Regions from separate parts of the Ovis aries genome. Here region 2 is linked to region 1. Evidence: chromatin contacts called from public Hi-C data. All regions are on one chromosome and are shown on one strand. Each heading gives the region's core, a stretch centred on a gene start, on an enhancer-like site or on the middle of the called end of the contact. The rest is flanking DNA. Distances are from core to core; before and after follow the strand shown.

What was found. A called contact is a pair of places that touch in the nucleus more often than the background predicts.
Region 2: a Hi-C map of tail adipose tissue shows a contact between it and region 1, with 10 times the contacts expected there. The contact joins the enhancer-like site here to the promoter of LOC114108871 in region 1. A contact is called at or near these places in 4 of 16 Hi-C or Micro-C datasets (hypothalamus, omental adipose tissue and tail adipose tissue).

What each region holds. Positions count from the first base shown.
Region 1 is chr17:15,045,541-15,049,170 of ARS-UI_Ramb_v3.0, reverse strand. It overlaps LOC114108871 (serine/arginine repetitive matrix protein 1-like), which reads left to right and starts at 1,942. Exons shown (of 7, transcript XM_027956959.2): 1 at 1,942-2,062; 2 at 2,314-2,484; 3 at 2,704-2,885; 4 at 2,955-3,630. The coding sequence starts at 1,942. INPP4B (inositol polyphosphate-4-phosphatase type II B) reads right to left here and starts at 3,104. Exons shown (of 26, transcript XM_015101375.4): 1 at 2,829-3,104.
Region 2 is chr17:16,696,520-16,700,130 of ARS-UI_Ramb_v3.0, reverse strand. No RefSeq gene overlaps it. Among named protein-coding and RNA genes, the nearest start is that of RNF150, 32 kb to the left of the region's middle. Within about 2 kb of position 2,325, at least 5 of the 54 cell types and tissues checked have an H3K27ac peak or open chromatin away from gene starts, as enhancers often do. A contact at or near this core is called in tail adipose tissue, where this site is marked.

The DNA.
Region 1 (3,630 bases), core at 693-3,192:
AAAAAGTAAGGTATGGAATACAGAAGAGACAAGTACAGCTTTCAAATAAGTGGATATTAATATTAAACTTGAGATTATTTAAAATGGCACATTTCTAGCTATTAAAATTCCCATAGTTATGAAAGACAAGAATTTACTCCACACAGATTACAAAAATTATGATATTTGTACATATAATATTAGTACTGGCTGGGGATTTTGCACTATCAAATTAGAAAATATAATAGATATTCAGTAAGCATTTCACTCACTAATTATCTCATAATTTTTTTAACTTTGTATTCTCAGATGTCACCTGATAACTGACATCTATTCAGTTGCTAAGAGATACAAGATCAGTCTGCACTTTTTTCTTTGTCTTTAGGAGAATCACTCTCTTGGATTTTGTCTTAAAGTAGTGAAAGTTACTTCTGTCACCATGTGGGGATTAATATTACTTGTACTAGAAGAAACTCCCAGGTCTCAGAAAGGAAATGAATTACTTTCCATTTGCACAATTTAGAACAAATATCTGGCTTTTCTCTAAGCTTAATGATTTTTCCATTTCACACAACTCAAATATAATAGCATTATTTTATAATCAAATTTAACTGACGAGTCTGTGTTATGAGTATTTTGACAAAACTCTTCTGAGATATGAAGTCATTCAGTCAATTTACATCCCCAAAGTGAAGCTCAAACCCAACATAGAAAGTACTTCCTGCCTATAACTTTGACCATGTGTTTCCTTAAATAGCTGGAAGAACAAGACTAAACTTGGTCTCTTTGGTTTTTCTTATACTTTATCAAAGAATCAAAAGCAAAACAGAGTTATAAATATGTACATCTTAACTGGTCATTAATTTATCACAAATAAGTATTGATTTGCCTAATCACAGAGAATAATCTTTGAAAATAAGAGCAGTATTTCAATCAGCACGTAGTATTCCGAACACTAAGGATCTAGACCCTCTTCCCATGCACAGTTCATAACCTTTCAAGGACAATGTTCTAAATCACATTTTAAAGAAATACCCTGAAAAAGCATTCCATTGCAGTGGTATTGTACATTACTACAGATCCAAGAGGTTCAGTTTTTAGTGCTCAAGTACCTATCAGGAAGCCACTGATCATTTACTCTAATTTTACCTCAATGCTTTACCTTACTGGAGTACACCACAAAGAAACACAAGGTAATGCATTTCTTTGTCTATTAAGTAAGGCAATGCCCACTTACCCAGTCCTGTTTTTACTTAACTTCTTGCACTAGCCAGCTGCCCTCTTGGTGGTTCCTTGCACCTTCTATGCCCGCTTTAGCACAGACAGATTACTACTATTACTGTTCCAGGATCCACTAAGAAAATCCCTATTACAAGCAGGGTCTTTGAAATGTAATCCTATGCTTACAAACAAGCTACCTAGTGCCCTTCTTGAGGTGAAGAGGACAATCGACTCCCCTGCCTGCCAGCTTTTCGCTTAGTTTATAGAGCCACACCTTTACAAACAAGTTCTATCAGGAGAGGAAGGAGATATGCAAAATGTTTTAACACCTGGAGAGAAGTCATAATCTAATGACCTCACAGAACACACCTCTGAAAGAGGGAGGAAACTTCGCTTGGCTGCAGGGGTTAGGGGGAGACGGGCAAAGTGAATCTGCATCATTAAGACAAGAGTAATAGAAAAAACCTCCCTGGTTTTTAAGTTTGGGGCAGCAGCAGCAGCAGCAGCAACAATCTAATCAATATGCATATCCTCACCCTTATAAACCTCTTGTCCCCAGACAGTAACTGCCAGTGCCTCTCCACAGCGTAAGGGCAGAAACCACCCCCTAAAAGGGAGATTTCAGAGGCATCGGGAGAGGCCAAAGCAGGTACCTGGAGCTCCAGCTTTCTGATCTTAGTCCCAGCTGCAAGCCCTGATAGTCCGTTCAGGAACCAGCCCCTGGCTCCTAGCATCCCCGGCATGGCCCTCTCTGCCAGAGGTGCCAGCGCGCCCGTGGACTCTGCAGCGCAGTTTCCAGACGCCAACCAACCATTCTTCCCTGCCCGCCCCCCACAGCTCCCCACCACGACCACGACCCCCCGCCCTCCAGCCACTGCCCTCGCTTTCTAACCCTTTTCTTGAGACCTCTCAAGAGATGCTTGGTGGCCAAGAAGAGACGTACCCCGGGCTTCTTTGCCAGAATTGAGTTTCTTGGAGTAGGATGGGGGTGGTCATGGGGGGCTCAAGGGGGTCAAGAGGGGCCTTTAGGAAAAAAACAAAACTTGGGGCAACCCAGACCCCAGGATCAATGATCGTTACTCCCACCTTCCACCCCCTGCCCTTGCCTTGAAGACGACTTCTCGCTAGGCGGGCGGCGGCGGCAGCTTAGCCGCCGGGATGGGGCTGAGAGCGCGTCCCCCGGGCGCCCGCAGCCTCGTCAAAAGGACCGCGAGGGTGGGCGCAGCCTTGGAAGGTCAGTGAGCTCTGAGAGCTCCGAGTTAGCGCAGGGCCCAGAGAGCGAGGGTGAGGGGGGACGCTGAACCTGGACCGGCGCGCGGCCCGGCCGAGGGGCTCCAGGCCAGAGGGTCCGCGGCTGTCAGGGGTACCCCGGCAGCCCAGGTCAGCCCGCACAGCACACCACACCCCTCAGGATCGGGGCTCTGGATGGGGCTATCGGGGCCGCCAGGCTGAGAAACTTGATGCCAGACAGACAAGCTCTGCCCCCCGCACCCCGCACCCCAGCCAGGACGTGCCCCCGCGCTCTCAGTGAGACCCGCTCCAACGGCCCCGACCCCGATCCCCCACCGTCACCCAGCCCACCCCGCCAACGCCCCCTCCGGGTCCTCGGGGCCCCGGCGGGTAATTACCTCTCCCGGAGGCGGAGCGGGGGGCGGCAGCGGCGGCGGCAGCGGCAGACACTTTTAGTCTGACTTTCCGGCGTTCGCTGGTGAGCCTGTGAGCGCCGAGCAGGAGCAGTAACCTGCTATTTATAGACCGGAGCCTCAGCACCCGGGGCTGGGAACCGGGAGGAAGCGCGCCGGAGGCGCGGCGGCGGCGGCGCAGGGCGCAGGGCGCGGGCGGCGGCTCCCGAGGCTCCCGCGCCTCCCTCGGGCTCCCGGTCCCGCCGCGCTCCCGGCTCCCTCACCGGCCGCGCGCGCCGGGAGAAGTTGTCGCCGGCGCGGCCGCCTCTCCGGCGGCTCACACGCCCCCTGGCACAACCGCTACTTTCTGCCCCCCGCCCCAGCCCTCCCTGCACCTCCTCCTCCTCCTCGGCCCTTTCCCAGCGGTCTCCTCCCGATGTCACCGGCGGCCGAAGAGAGGCAGCGACGGCAACCACAGCGGCGAAACTGGCGCAGCTCGCTTCCCGCTACCGATGGAGTGGAGTTGGTGACCCGGCCGCCCAATCCACAACGACCCCGACACGCGTGCTCCGTGGGAGGCCTCCCCGCTCCCCGACCTCCCCGCTCCCCGACCTTCTGCCGGGCCCCTCTGCTAGCGGGGATGGTCCCCAGGCTGCGCTGCTGGGTTCGCCGCTGCGGAGCGCTTTAGGGAGCAGCGACCCGAGGCCGGCACACTGCTCCTGGGCCACCGAAACCGCAGGGTTTTTAAGCCGCGGGAGGAGGCGTCCCGGATCCTGGCTCAGACCCAGGATCGTGGGGTCGGGAGAGA
Region 2 (3,611 bases), core at 1,076-3,575, 1.7 Mb before region 1:
ATTTCATTCTTTTTTATGGCTGATATTTTATGGTAATATTCCATTGTATACACAAAGAACATCTTCTTATCCAATGGATACTTAGATTTCTTCCATGTCTTGGTTATTATAAATAATGCTGCTATGAACATTGGGGTACATGTATCTTTTCAAATTAGAATTTTCATGATTCCTGGCTATATGCCCAGGAGTGGGCTTGCTGGATCATATGGTAACTCTATTTTTAGTTTTTTTTTAAGGAGCCTCTATACTGTTCTCTAGAGTAACTGTATCAATTTGCATTTACTCCAAAGGACTAGGAGTGTTCACTTTTCTCCACATCCTCTCCAGTACTTGTGTGCGTGCTAAGTCGCTTCAGTCATGTCTGACTCTTTGTGACCCTTATGGACTACAGCCCACTACACTCCTCTGTCCATAGGATTCTCCAGGCAAGAAACTGGAGTGGGTTGTCATGCCCTCCTACAGGGGATCTTCCCAACCCAGGGATGGAACCTGTGTCTCTTACATCTCCTGCTTTGGCAGGCTGGTTCTTTACCACTACTGCCACCTGGGAAGCCCTCTCCAGTACTTATTTGTCTACTCCAGTAGACTTTTTGATAATGGCCATTCTGACTTGTATGAGGTAATATCTTGTTGTAGTTTTGATTTGCTTTTCTCTGAGAACTAGCAAAGTTGAGCATCTTTCCATGTGTCCATTGGCCATCTGTATGTCTTCTTTGGAGGAATCTCTATGAAGGTCTTCTGCCCATTTTTAGTAGAGTTATTTGTTTTTCTGATACTAGGCTGTATGAGCTGTTGTTTATTTTGTAAATTGATCCGTTAATTCATTAAATCCAATGATACAATGTCAGTTGCATCATCAAACAGATACCAATATCTTCTCCTTTGTAAAGATTTCTCTTTAGTCTGAACCCCAGTTGTTTCACTAATATGAAAATTATGGTATGCATTATATTTAATTATAACTCTATGAACATAAGCTGTTGTTGCCCAGTCATGTCCAACTCTTTGCGACCGCATGGACTGCAGCACTCCAGACCTCCCTGCCCCTCACCATCTCCCAGAGTTTGCCCAAGTTCATGTTCATTGCATTGGTGATGCCATCCAGCCATCTCATCCTCTGATGCCCTCTTCTTCTTCCCTCAATCTTTCCCAGCATCAGGGACTTTTCCAATGAGTCAGCTATTTGCAACAGATGACCAAAATACTGGAGCTTCAGCTTCAGCCTCAGTCCTTCCAGTGAGTATTCAGGGTTGATCTCCTGTAAGATTGACTGGTTTGATCTCCTTGCTGTCCAAGGGACTTTCAAGAGTCTTCATATGCTATAGATGATTTTCAAAAAGGAATTCATCAAGGGCCAGACATTTCCAAGCTTAGAGGCCTTGAGAGTGACAACGCCTCATGGAATGTGTAAGGCTCCCTTCTGCTACGAGTAACAAAGCTTCCAACTAAATATGTCCTTAAAAGCAATGGGCTTCATCTCTCACATTACAAGTACACACGTAGGTAATTCTAAGACTGGCAAAGTCCACAGCGCAACACTGATTTTTAAGGATTCAGGTAATTTCTGCATCTCTGCTCTGCTGCTTTCAGGGTACCACCAGGGTCTCCTCTCACAGTCACAGACAGCTGCAGAAACGCCAGGTATCCCGTTTCATGATCATACCCCCTCAAAAATAGGGGCTGGAGGGAGGTTACCATCTGTAAATATTTTTTCCATAGCAAGAATAACAGCATGACTGTGCATGCTACTGCCCCCAGGAAGAATTCGGATCCTATCGAGCTGGCTGGGTCATATAACCATGGCCAAATCCGGTCACTGGGAAAGAGAATAAAAGTATGATCAACTTAGCTCCTAGTGATTTATAAAACATGGGAGGGTGAACCCCAGAATGAGACTAAGGCTCTTCTGGTAAGAGAGAACAGGGAAGGAAGTGGCAGCCAAGGGTGTCCACCTCATGAAATCATCATGGACTTGGAGAACTTCACATTTCTTTTTCCTGGTCTCTTTGAAGTTGACTTCATGTTTTAGCTTCCAGAGGGCAATTTGTTTCTTCCATTCTTGGGTCTGAATGGAAGGTTGCCCATTCCTATATTAACCCCATATGTCTTGACTTTCTTGACATGTTTCAAAAACTCTAAAGAAGGAAACATACATGACATAGTACCATTTCTCTGCAATGAGCACTACAGTATAAAGAGTGTTTCTACGTATGCTTTCACTGTTACTCAGAACACCACTGGGAGAAGGCCAAGGCTCAGGGAAGTCCAAAATGATCTTGTCCAGAGTCAGACAGCTTTTAGGTCATCACATTTGTCCTAAGGCTCTGTCTTCTGATTCTTAGCCCATGTTTTTCTCTCCTGATGCTCAAAACTGTGTTGACAATGAGACACACTCAACCTAAACATGTGAAATGAAAAGATGAATGTTTAAAATCTGGAAAAGATTTTATCTTTTTGTTTGTATCATATGTTTAATTTTTTTTTTTTTTAAGCAGCATTTGTGAAAATGTAAAGCACTATAACAAGACAGCCACTGGAGGTCACTATTATTTCACAAAAGGAGAATTTTTTATTCTTTCAGCAAGAACAGACTGATCCTGTTTTTAAATCCCTAGTGAAATGATGATGGTGGTTGTTATGTAACATTTACTGACTTCCAGAGGCTTTAGGAATTACGGTTACACATAGCTCATGCTTAGTGTTTTTAGCGTTAACATTTACCAAACATTCTGCTGAGCCAACATAGCCATTTTTTTTCTGTGACATTTCCCCATATTTAGAATTACCTTTTTTCTTTTATAATACAAAGATGGTGTTATTTTGTCAACAGAAAAGGTTCTTTCCTCAAAGTTGATTTTTCCCCCATAGTTATATTCCCAAGGAAGAGTTGTCCATACTTCCCATTGATGTAATCTGAAAGACATGTAGAACTCAAATTCTCTTTTACACTGGGAGATGTTTGCAATGCATTCACAGATAACTGAAATTTCATCATTAGCTCTTCATTCCTTTTTAATTTTATTTTTACTTTTTGCCTTTTAAAACTTTTTATTTTGTATTGGGGTGTAGCCTATGGCTCAGATGGTAAAGAATCTGCCTGCAATGCAGGAGCCTTGGGTTAGATCCCTGGGTCAGGAAGCTCCCCTGGAGAAGGGAATGGCTACCCACTCCAGTATTCTGGCCTGGAGAATCCCATGCTCAAGAACAGCATTTCCCAAACTGGAGTTTTTAAAAATGTGTACAGGATGAGACATAAAGGAGGGATCCTCAGTCAAATCAGTGTGGTAAATGCTGCAAACAACAGCACCCAGCTGGAGCTTGGATACCACAGTGACGTGGAGGGGAGTTCAAGAGCAAAGAATCTGAAAAAGAATAGATACATGTGAATGTATGACTGAATCAATTTGTTGTGAACCTGAAGTTACCACAACGTTGTGAATCAGCTATACCTCCATAGAAAATAAAAAGTTTTTTAAAAGTTGGTATCTTGTTTAACAAGCTGTTTCTGCATCTTTGGCTGGAGGTCAGCATAAAGGAAAAAGGGCCAGATAAGGAAAAATAAGGCTTGATGGGTCAACCTGGGTCTCTGTTGAAACTTCTCAAATCTG